Regions from separate parts of the Mus musculus genome. Here region 1 is linked to region 2. A link is a contact called in public Hi-C data. All regions are on one chromosome and are shown on one strand. Each heading gives the region's core, a stretch centred on a gene start, on an enhancer-like site or on the middle of the called end of the contact. The rest is flanking DNA. Distances are from core to core; before and after follow the strand shown.

Region 1 (5,179 bases), core at 1,035-3,534, 350 kb after region 2:
TGACAACAAACACATGGGAGTTCTTATAAACTGTAAGACACCTACAGGACACGTGGAAAACTGAGTCTCATTCATATCCAGACACTCTATAAACTAGGAGGGCACCCCCTGGGGGGTTACTGACCCTCAAAGAGAATAACAATGAAGGGTCACAAAGAAATTAAAAGGAATTTAATTTTTAATTTTCTTTTTAAAACGGTGGCTTGTCTTTAAAAGTCATGGTAAAAAGTGAAATAGCTGCCGAGCGTGGTGGCACATGCCTTTAATCCCAGCACTCGGGAGGCAGAGGCAGGAGGATTTCTGAGTTAGAGGCCAGCCTGGTCTACAAAGTGAGTTACAGGACAGCCAGGGCTACACAGAGAAACCCTGTCTCGAAAACAAAAACAAAAACAAAAACAACCCTTTTTCTTCAGTACTCAAAAGTTGACCTGTGCTAATCTGCTAACCTTTTTTGAAAGTGTATGTATACACACACACACACACACACACACACACACTCACTCACACGTTTCATTTTAGAGGATTTAAAGATTTGCTTTTATATTGCTTTTATATTAATTACAGCATATAACTCTCTCCACTCTCCTTCAAATTCATGGCCTCTCTTTTCTCTATTCTTCTCTCATACATCCTGACTGCAACCTCCCCTCCCTCCATCCTTCCTAGCCCCTTTCTAGCCCCTGGCCTCAACCTCCCCTCTCCCCCAGACTTACTGCCCCTCTATTTCTCTTCAGGAAGGAGCAGGCCTCCCAGTGATATCCACCAAACAGGGCATAACGAGATGCAATTAGATTAGGCACAAACTGTCTTTCTTTTACCCAATTGTTCTTGGATTCAAACATGCATTTGCATATACACATATATTTCCAAATACAACCTGTAGAGGCCACATACTGTTTCTTGTATGCATGTTTTCAAGGGCTGACCATTTGGCATAGGCCAATTGGAAATACACTTCTTATTTCTGTTCTTTCCGGAAGCTATCCTTTCTTTTTAAATTCTTACTGGGTCTACCACTACCTAAACTGGACTTTATATAATAATGAAAACTTTCTGTAGGAGTGCCACATGTGGCACTCCTACAGAAAGTTAGGCTTGTGGCTAATTAGCAATGGGATTTAGGATTGAGAGGGCATTTACAGTGGTAAGGAAAATGGACTCAAGGTGATGTGTAACGAAGAGGCATAGATGAAAGTGAATTATAGCATTTCCATGGGATTTCATCCCATTTTCAGAGGATTGCCTTCCTTTTTAGATACAAGTGCTCGGTAATTATTGTCCAAACTGTAGTTATGTGCCCTATAACAATACTTTTGGTATAAAATTCCTAATATCTAGTGATGTTAGTTACCGAGACATTTTGTGTAGTGTTCGTGGTGATGCTGTCAGAAGCCCTCTGTTTCTAGCCCTCTTGTATATATTCAATGATATACAGTACATAATACTAGTTACTCAATAGTAAGTAACTGTTGTTAGTTTCTGCATAATCTATATCTTTCATGACTTAGGGGAGTATTCACTATTTTCATGCGGTTATTTTCATACTAGTGATCAACCAGCAGCTCCAATAGATCTGGCACTATTTCAAATCACCTGTTCACCTTCCTCTCTCCAATGCCTTTTCTTTCTATTCATGCAAACTATTCTTTAACAGCAATTATTGTTCTTTTCTGCTAGGAAACCGTGTTTTCTTTAGTTACTGGAGGATCAGAACTTTGGACCTCAGATGCTCCTGGAAAAGGAGCAGACTACGAAGACACTAATCATACCAGTGGCCTGTGTTAGTCACCAAGCATCATCTCATCCTGCTTGCTTGTTGCGTAGTAGGTCATCAGTATTTGTTTTATGAATAAAGTATGAATAAAGGGAAGTCGTCAGTGTGTAAAAACAAGAGGCCTTCCATTACTTGAGTGTGCAGTAGCACGTCTCAGTAATACTTCATGAACTAAACCCGTCATCTTGACTTCTTTGGACCAGAATGAAATTCTAAGCAAGCCTTCCCCAGTCAATTCCACTTAAAAGCTTCTTTTCCTTCCGTTCGACAACAATGATTGCCCCTGCAGATGAGGCACATGGCCACCCACTTCCCGCCTCTTCATCAGCCTCGGCTGCCCGTCGTCCCCGCGGGTTCCAGAGCCCCATCCCCGTCCGTCACAGAACCGCGCGTAAATCCGCCCTCTCCTTCGACCCCCGCCACCCGCTCCAGCTTCCGCCTAGCTCGCTTTTGGGACAAATGATGCAAAAGAAGCTCCGCTTCCGCGTCGGCGGGGGCTGTGACGTCACCGCGCCTTGACGTCAGGCCAACGTGCAGCGCGGTCGCCCGGGAGACCAGGGAAGCCGTTTTACACCCTGCGGAGTCCCGGGCTAGGTGAGGGTCATGGCCTTCCTCAGTCCTCAGAGGACCCGGTCGGCGGGGACACAGTTCCGGCGCAGAGACTGGCGGCGCGGGACTGCGGGGCGGCGGGGGTCGGGAGGAGGAAGGCGGGAAGGTGGGGCGGCCTCTCGGCGCCCCAGGCGAGGCCTGGGCCAGCGCAGTCCGGTCGGGCGGTTAGTTTCCTGCAGTGACCTCCTGCTCTCTTGCCCCCGACCTGCCCTTCGGTGAATCACGCCCCCGGAATGGTACTTGAGGAAGGGCCTGGAAGCAGAACCTGAGTTAATGACCGGGCGTGACACCGGTGTAAGAATCGGAAATGAACCACCAAGGGCATTTCTGCGTTTAAGAACACGCACGTCTATCTCGTGACCAGTGTCACAGAGAAGGTTCTCAAACGCACGTAGCAGCGGCCACGTACCTCTGTACTTTTGCCAAGGACAGTTTCCACATATATAATGGGAAAGACCAAAAGGAACTTGTTTGGTTAAAATACTGAATGGGTAACTTAAAAATCACGTTTTCTTCTGCTAAAGAGCAAACAGCCCTACACTTCTTGAAAAGCGGAATTATATGTGGATTCTACTATTCTTTTCACGAGTAGTCACATCTTTATAAAGACCCAATGGACTTTTCTAATCGGCTTACAAGCTGTTTCTTAAAATATAGGCAATAACAAAAATAAACGTTAAAGAAAGTAGTACCCTTCTAGTCACCTTGGGAATTTTAGGTGCCCACCTCTTAGTTGTAATCATCAGCATGCATTGCTTAGCAGAAAAGCACCTAGTTATTACAGTCTGCACTCACAGTTTACATGGGTTTACAATAAAGTGTCTTTATATGAGGACAAGTTACACATGTTCTTGGGACGAATCCAATGAATGTATCTTGCCTGTAATCTTGTTACTATGTCTTGTGCGATGTGCATTGACATCAGTTTCTCCTCCACTTCGTTTTAGAGGTCTTTCAAATTTACCAGGGTGCTATTTTTAAATTTTTCTTTCATAGCCAGAAGCCTGCCACTTCTGGTGACATAGTAATATGTTAAGAGTAGTCACAGCGAAGGCATTAAATAATAAACATCCCACTGGTACCTTGAATTTATACGTTATTTAGGTCCATGCTTGCTAATACTTTTGTGGATGGCACTTTAAGAGGAGATATAGTTGGCTGTATAAGGGAAAAATATTCCTGTGGAGCCCAAGATACTATCATTTCCATTCACCAATGATGGCTTAACTGAAGATAATGCCTTCTGGTTTCTTGCCATGTGACTATGACAGTATATGATTATGTACTTGGTCACTTGGACCCATGTCCACATAATTACCATTACTCCCGTGGTTGGCCTCAGTTAATATTACCAAGCACACACGTGGGAAGACAGCTCACTAGTTTTGTTTGTTTTAAATAGTAGCTTATTGAAATGAGGGATATTTTGGGCTAACACAGGGTTGAGGAATCTCTCCTCCACTGATGGTTGCATAGTTTACAAAAATAACACCAGCATTATTTTTTCCTTCACTCTCTTGCCCCTAATTTAACTCAATCTTAGGAAGCCTTTGCTGATTTCCCATCCCCCACCCAAAAGATAGGTCATTATCCTCTCTTGACTCTCACATTGCCTGTGTTCTGCAGACACGGGCCTTAGACCATCTTTTCTGCTGTGGAATCTGTGTTTCTTTCACTTGAATCTGTTCCACTCAACCATTCTGGCCTTGACATCTTCTACCTCTCTCTCTCTCTCTCTCTGACATTTGGTTAGTACAAATCCATGTGTGTATTCATGTTCATAGGCACACCTGTGTATGCATGTTTTTGTATGTGTGGAGGCTGGAGTTTGATGCCCAGTGTCTTCATCACTCTCTACCTTACAGGACCTCTCACCTGAGTTCTGAACTGGTCAGCCAGCTCAGTGAGCCCAGTCGCCCAGCTTGCTTCTAGGATCCCTGTCTCTGCCCGCCAAAGCTGCTATTTCTACATTTATGGGTACTGGCATTACAGTGCGTGGGCTTTAATCAGTAAGCCGTTCTTAGTTCCCTTTACTCTTTCCGTGGACAGAGAGGCAGACTCTTCATCAAGAGTGGATTGGGTATTCTTTGTCCAATTTGGAAAAACTCTGAAGAAAGAAAATAATGTCTCTGTTGTCTGTGGTTTCATGAAAGTAATAAAAAAAAGTTTTATATTGAATTGTTGGTATTAGCAAATGAAAATCTGTTAAAAGTAAAATCTAGATAAATTTATGTGGATCTCCATCTCTGTTACAGTTGCTATGTTGTCTCTGATGCTTTGGTGGCTCTTCGGCTCAGCGCCTGGATTTCATAACTTAGTAACTCTATTTTTTGTACTCTATAATTTAAGCAAGCCTCGATGGCACAAGCATTTTTTTTTTCTTATCCTGCTGAGCTATAATACGATATTATTTGGTCTTGATATCTATAATTTTTCAGAACAACACTGAAATAAGTCTACTTAAAATCCTACAGTTACTCTGCTGCAAAACAAATAATTAGTAAAGCACTGTTATTATTTTACTATTAGTTTATACACTTCTGAAAGAAAAGGTATATAAGTCAATAATTGAAATATCTTTCTGTGTGAGTGGCTTAAAAACTAGCTGAGGAAACTTAAATTGTAGCTTCTACTGTGGAGTTGGAGAAACAAGCACCTTTGAAGTGTTTCTTGCCAGTTCGTCCTCAGATACTAAGAAAGTTTAAGTCATTTGAATTTCCTTGTCATTAAATGAATTCTGACTATGGCCATCAATGTTTTCAGGCTGTTTTTCTGCAGTGCTCTCTCAGTACGTTT
Region 2 (5,211 bases), core at 293-2,792:
CAGCTCCCTGGAAGCTCTCGATGCTTGTTAGTATCTGACAGCATCCATGCACTGAAGCATTCGGCGTGTATTCCAGCTGTCACTACTTGGCTTTAATGGTGCCTGGCCTGGGAATTCTAAGAAGGTCGTTCTGGAGCCTGTATTTATTGCCCACGGTTGCAACACTAGAGGGCGCTAGTCCCAGTAAATTCAAAACTAGTGCTGCTATTCTGCTATCCCTAGCTTAGGTTTGTTGCAATTGGTACCGCTGTATGTGGTAGATTAGGGGACTGCCTAGATAAGGTGATCCAATCTCAGGACCGAACACCTCATCTACAATCACTAGCCTGCAGTCAGGAACAACAGGGTTCTAAGCAGCCCTGAGCCTTACCACAAGGGATGCAGCTCAAAAGGCCAGGTTTGGGTGCCTCTCTGGAGCCCTTAGGTTCCTGAGTCCAGTGTAACTATGTTTCCATGGCCTGTCTGGTGATGTCGTCCCTTTGGCTGGACACCACTGCAGCCAGGTACAGGCAATGCAAACTGGAATTTTATGTGACATCCAGGCTTTTCTGCATGGGTGTTGTTCATGGGAAGAATCTACAGCCCCAGCACTGAGTTTCAAGTAAAAGTTCTATACCTCTTTCCATCATACGTTACTTGCAAATAAAATGTCTTTGAACTTGCTGCCTGAGATTGAAGGTGAATAGTGGAGGTAATCCCTTGGCTAACAAGATTGGTGTTAAGTAGTGTCATACCTGATGCTACAACCTTTAGAACTGGTATACTGGCTGAGTTAGCAATTGTGTAAGTGAGAACCCGGGTCCAGCTCACCAATGTCAGAGATGCTTGCCTAGCTCTGGGGTGGATCCAGAGACTCTCTGTGAAGATTAGCCTGGGAGCAAGGGCAGGGTGGAGGAGTCTACTCAGTACTGAATTTCACCCTAGTGAGAGGTTGGTTCAAGTCTCCCTCCCCTCCCAAAAAGTGTCTCTCTCTAGGCCATTTGCTCTCAACCTTTGATCCAAGTGACCCTTTTACAGGGGTCGCCTAAGGCCATCGGAAAACACAGATATTTAGGTTACAATTTATAACAGTGAAAAAATAATCTTATGGTTGTGGGTCACCATAGCATAAAGAACTGTATTAGGAGCACTGGGAATGGTGAGAGCCTCTGTGGTTCTCTAGGCTGTTTGATTCTTGGATTTGGAGGGTTTCCCTCCGGCTTGCTCAAACATCATTTTCCATTATTATACTAAAACCCAGACACTATCATCTTTCTTCTGGTTTAACTCTTGTGAAGGTTAGTCATATGGAAATAACTCCAACTGATGTTTCTGAAGGTAAGCAATTGCTGCTATCGTCTTGCTGTGCCCTGTTCAAGAGGACTCTTGTAATTAACTCAGTGTTTGTTTTTAAGTAAATTCTTGAAAGAAATCAAACTCAAGCACTTTCTAAGTGTGGTCCTATTTGGACTTCTTGGGCCTTTGGTTATATTCTGTTTTCTGCTTCTGCTGCTAGGACTGAAAGGCTCCCTCCAGAGGCTGCAACTGGAATACGTGGATGTGGTCTTTGCAAATCGCCCAGACAGCAACACTCCCATGGAAGGTGAGTAAAAGAATCTAATAAGAAAAAGAGGCTACAGAATTGCTGGACCTAGCCTGAAGACTGTTTCTACTACAGTAAGTAATGAAGTATGTTCAGATTGTTAAGCTAGAATTTAAAAAAATAAAACCTTTCCAATGTCCTTTAGCTTCTGTATTGACCCCAAAAGCCAAGAGACTACTACGTAGGTTTATTTTCCTCCCCGCCCCACTCCTCCTCCTCTTCCTCCTTCTAACTTCCTTCTTTACCTTTATTTTCAGTTTCCTTTCTTGGTTGCAAAATACTCATTTCTTCCAGATTCACTTCACTTTTATGATTTCATCAACTGAAACGATTACGTTACTCAGATAATCCAACCACTGTTTCTGAGGCTCCTCTACAGAGCTTCCTTTTCTATAATGATGCTAAGTCTGATTAGTTTGCAATCCTGCCTGATAAATGCTGAGACATGCTGTGAGTGAGCAGGCATTGGACAGGCAGACCTACTTAATAAGGCTCTTCTTTGCAGTTTGGGTTTGGTTCTCTGCAAGCTGTGCTCCTGTCCCCCCTGTCAGAAAACCACAGCTTGTCCCCTGTGAAAGCCTTTAGAATACTCAAAAAGCCACATTTTCAATTGTATCCATTTGTCAATCTTACCTGGGATGACTGAGAAATAAGATTTGTTCTGTGAAGATTTGTTCTTACTGTTAGATTATGGAAATTAAGGAGAATATGAATGATTCAAGTTCATAGGAATTTTCTAAGTTGCATTTTGTAGATCGTCATTCATTTCAAACATATGTTATGGAGACTATTTGTATTGCCATTTATCTTTCCCAAATACAGAGAAACTATGTGTATATACATATATTTATATACACATTATTATCTGTGTTTACATATCATATATATGTGTGTGTGTATCTGTCAAAACAAAGGCTGTTTGATATGCAGATCATAAATAGTATTAGAGATACTTATTTCAATAATAGCATGCTGTCACACAATTCACAAAGATACATTCAAACAGAGCACTAAAGCCATTTAGTCAGCAAAACTACCAAATAAAATATTGGATTTTAAAAGGCTAATTGTTTCTCCATTTTAAGTACCTGGTGGCTCTTTTCCTCTTTGGAATGGTGTCTGTTACAGTTACACCATGTACATATAGACAACAGCTGAGTTTGTCCTCCTACCTATCCTGCATCCTACTTTACCTTTAATTTTAGGGATATATTGTAGCCCCTCAATCAGGAAATATAAGCTGCAGTATAGCTATAAAAAGAAAACCATATTATAAGGGCCTCTCAAGTGAAAAGGATACAGTATGTGGGTAAAAGAAGGAAATTCTCCAGCCATGTGATGCTAACAGGTTAAGTGTCTCTTGTATAAATACCAATGGTATGTTGAAATTTAGTTAAGAAATTTCCAAGTATTTTTTTTTTAAAGAACAGACTGCTATTCCCTGATAGAGTCTGTAATGTAGCATTATCTAACCTCTCCTGAAATTGGAGAAAATTACGTTTTTCCCTAAGATTTTCAAATAAAGTTCTACAAGGTAAAGTGGGAAGCTATATCATACTTAGTCATTGTACGAAGAGTGTTAAACAATGGGTATTTCCCACCTACTGAGTAAGTCACAAAGCATAGGCCTCTGTAGCTCCCTTAGCAGAGATTACCACCTTGTACTGGAATGCAGTCCCTCCACCTCTCCCTGCTGCCAGCCAGACACCACCCCCAGCAGACTACCAACCCTGAAGTTTCCTCTGCCTTGGGTCTAGTGAACAGGCGCTCCAGGCTGTTCTCAGGAAGACTCACCCCAAATGGTTTCCGTGTAGCTTATTCTAGCTTTCTGATAAAGTTATATTCCATAATTGCCTATAATTTATAATCACTTATTTATAGATCAAATAGAAATACCAGAGTCCGATTCTGGTTATGGACGCACAGATTGTACAGTCTTTCCTGCTTTACTCTAACAAGGCAAGGGCTGGAATATCGAAAGAAAAAAGTGAAGTACAGAGACAAGATGACTTCCTCAAAGTGCAGGGATTGGGGATATACCTGAGTTGTTTCTAGACTCTGTGTTAAGATTCAGGCTGGCAATGAATGTGAATCCTGCATGCCTGCACATAAGTCAAAGTTATACGGGCACATTGCGGTTTACCTGGGAGGATGACTAGTGCTCCTAAATGCCTAGGAGACAGGCTGAATATTACCAGAACTACCCTTGGAACCTTTCGGTAACCGCTAGTCAGTGTAACTCTACAGCCCTTATTCGGCTCTTCCAGACAAAATGACAAAAACATCTTCAGGTATTCACCCAGCCAATATCTTCAAATAATAGCAGAAACAATCTCTAATACCATTCACCTGCTTTTATTATCTCAGTACATCACAACTTAGTTGGACCCATTTCTATTTGCAATTAGTGACACAGCAGTAATTACCAAGCATATATTAATTGCATGTGTATCAATACGCCAGAGCTCAGCATTTGTAGATCCTCATTCATTCCAAACATTAGAATTCTCATCGGTGAAGAGGCTAATTCTTTTAGAGAGGCTGAAGCAGCTCTCCAATGAAGCAGCCCAGCCAAGGCATCAATAGCCCCTCACTGTTGCCGATTACCCAAAGGAGAGGAATAAAGCAACCAGCATGAAACACTGGGTGGCTTCTAGCCACCAACTCTGTGAGTGTCAAGATCATCTGTGTGCACGCTTTGGGTAGCTCAAAGTCACATTTCCATTTCAAGCTGTTAAAAATGCCATGAATCAGTGCTAATTGGGGGTGTATCTAAAATAAACCAGGATGAGTTTTGGCCAACTTCTGCATATCAAATTTCAACCAATTGAGCCAGAAAAAGATCAGTCATTGCACCTTCTTCACCATATATGGGCATCGTGTATCCCTTGCGCCGTTGCTACCCATCCCTGCCATTCTTGCCAAAAATCAAAAGACGAAAAGCAAGTTCTATCAAGAGAATGGTGGTAGTTTCCAAATGTGCAGTCAGTGGAGGAAATCAAAGCACTTCGTTTGCGATCTGCCACCTGACAGAATACAATTTGGTTTTGTGCTGACAGGAAAATGTGACAGTAGAGGGGAGCACACGCGCGTGTACGTTTTTTTCTCTCTGTCCTTCTCATTATTTTTCATGGTTCACCTAGTAGTAAGGCATTTTTCTTTCACAGCAGCTGCTGGGCCATCTGTCTCTGCTATACTATCTGCCAATAGTGGCATGGTTTCCAATCGTAGGGGAAAAAATCAGCCCAACATCCTATGTCTTCCTTCCTATGAGGATACATCTCTCCTTAGAACCACTGAGAGTCCCTTGTTAATTCTCTCACTTTCATACGTCAGTATCCATTTCAAATTCTTGCCTTGAGCTCAGAATAAGGGAAGGCTCACGACAACTTCAGTCACTCTGCACATGGATTGACAGAGACGTTGTGTCCCATGCGGGTTTGGAGTTGTTTTTCTGCTATTGTCAATTGCAGGGTAATTCTCCAGGGAGAAAGCCATTGAACACATTATATCATTGAAGTGGTGATAGATGTAAAGTGTGGACCACTTGTGACTAATGGCAAAAAGAAGAGGCACTTTAATATATAGACTTTTAAGATTTATTGACAAAATATGATGATGATTTTTCA

Evidence for each region. Hi-C and Micro-C count contacts between places; a contact is called where the count stands out from the background.
Region 1: a contact with region 2 is called in a Hi-C map of granulocyte-monocyte progenitors, with 2.3 times the contacts expected there. The contact joins the promoter of Lekr1 here to the enhancer-like site in region 2. A contact is called at or near these places in 5 of 39 promoter capture datasets (cranial neural crest, liver, neutrophils and 1 more), 5 of 484 Hi-C or Micro-C datasets (bone marrow-derived macrophages, granulocyte-monocyte progenitors, macrophages and 2 more), 2 of 115 datasets of contacts at active chromatin or transcription factors (bone marrow-derived macrophages and pancreatic cancer cells) and 2 of 9 other capture datasets (adipose tissue and macrophages).

The regions. Positions count from the first base shown.
Region 1 is chr3:65,663,944-65,669,122 of GRCm38.p6, forward strand. It overlaps Lekr1 (leucine, glutamate and lysine rich 1), which reads left to right and starts at 2,285. Exons shown (of 13, transcript NM_001166659.1): 1 at 2,285-2,368; 2 at 5,147-5,179.
Region 2 is chr3:65,317,924-65,323,134 of GRCm38.p6, forward strand. Kcnab1 (potassium voltage-gated channel, shaker-related subfamily, beta member 1) reads left to right here. Exons shown (of 14, transcript NM_010597.5): 8 at 1,496-1,582. Among named protein-coding and RNA genes, the nearest start is that of A330015K06Rik, 18 kb to the left of the region's middle. Within about 2 kb of position 1,543, at least 40 of the 459 cell types and tissues checked have an H3K27ac peak or open chromatin away from gene starts, as enhancers often do. A contact at or near this core is called in bone marrow-derived macrophages, granulocyte-monocyte progenitors, macrophages and 2 more, where this site is marked.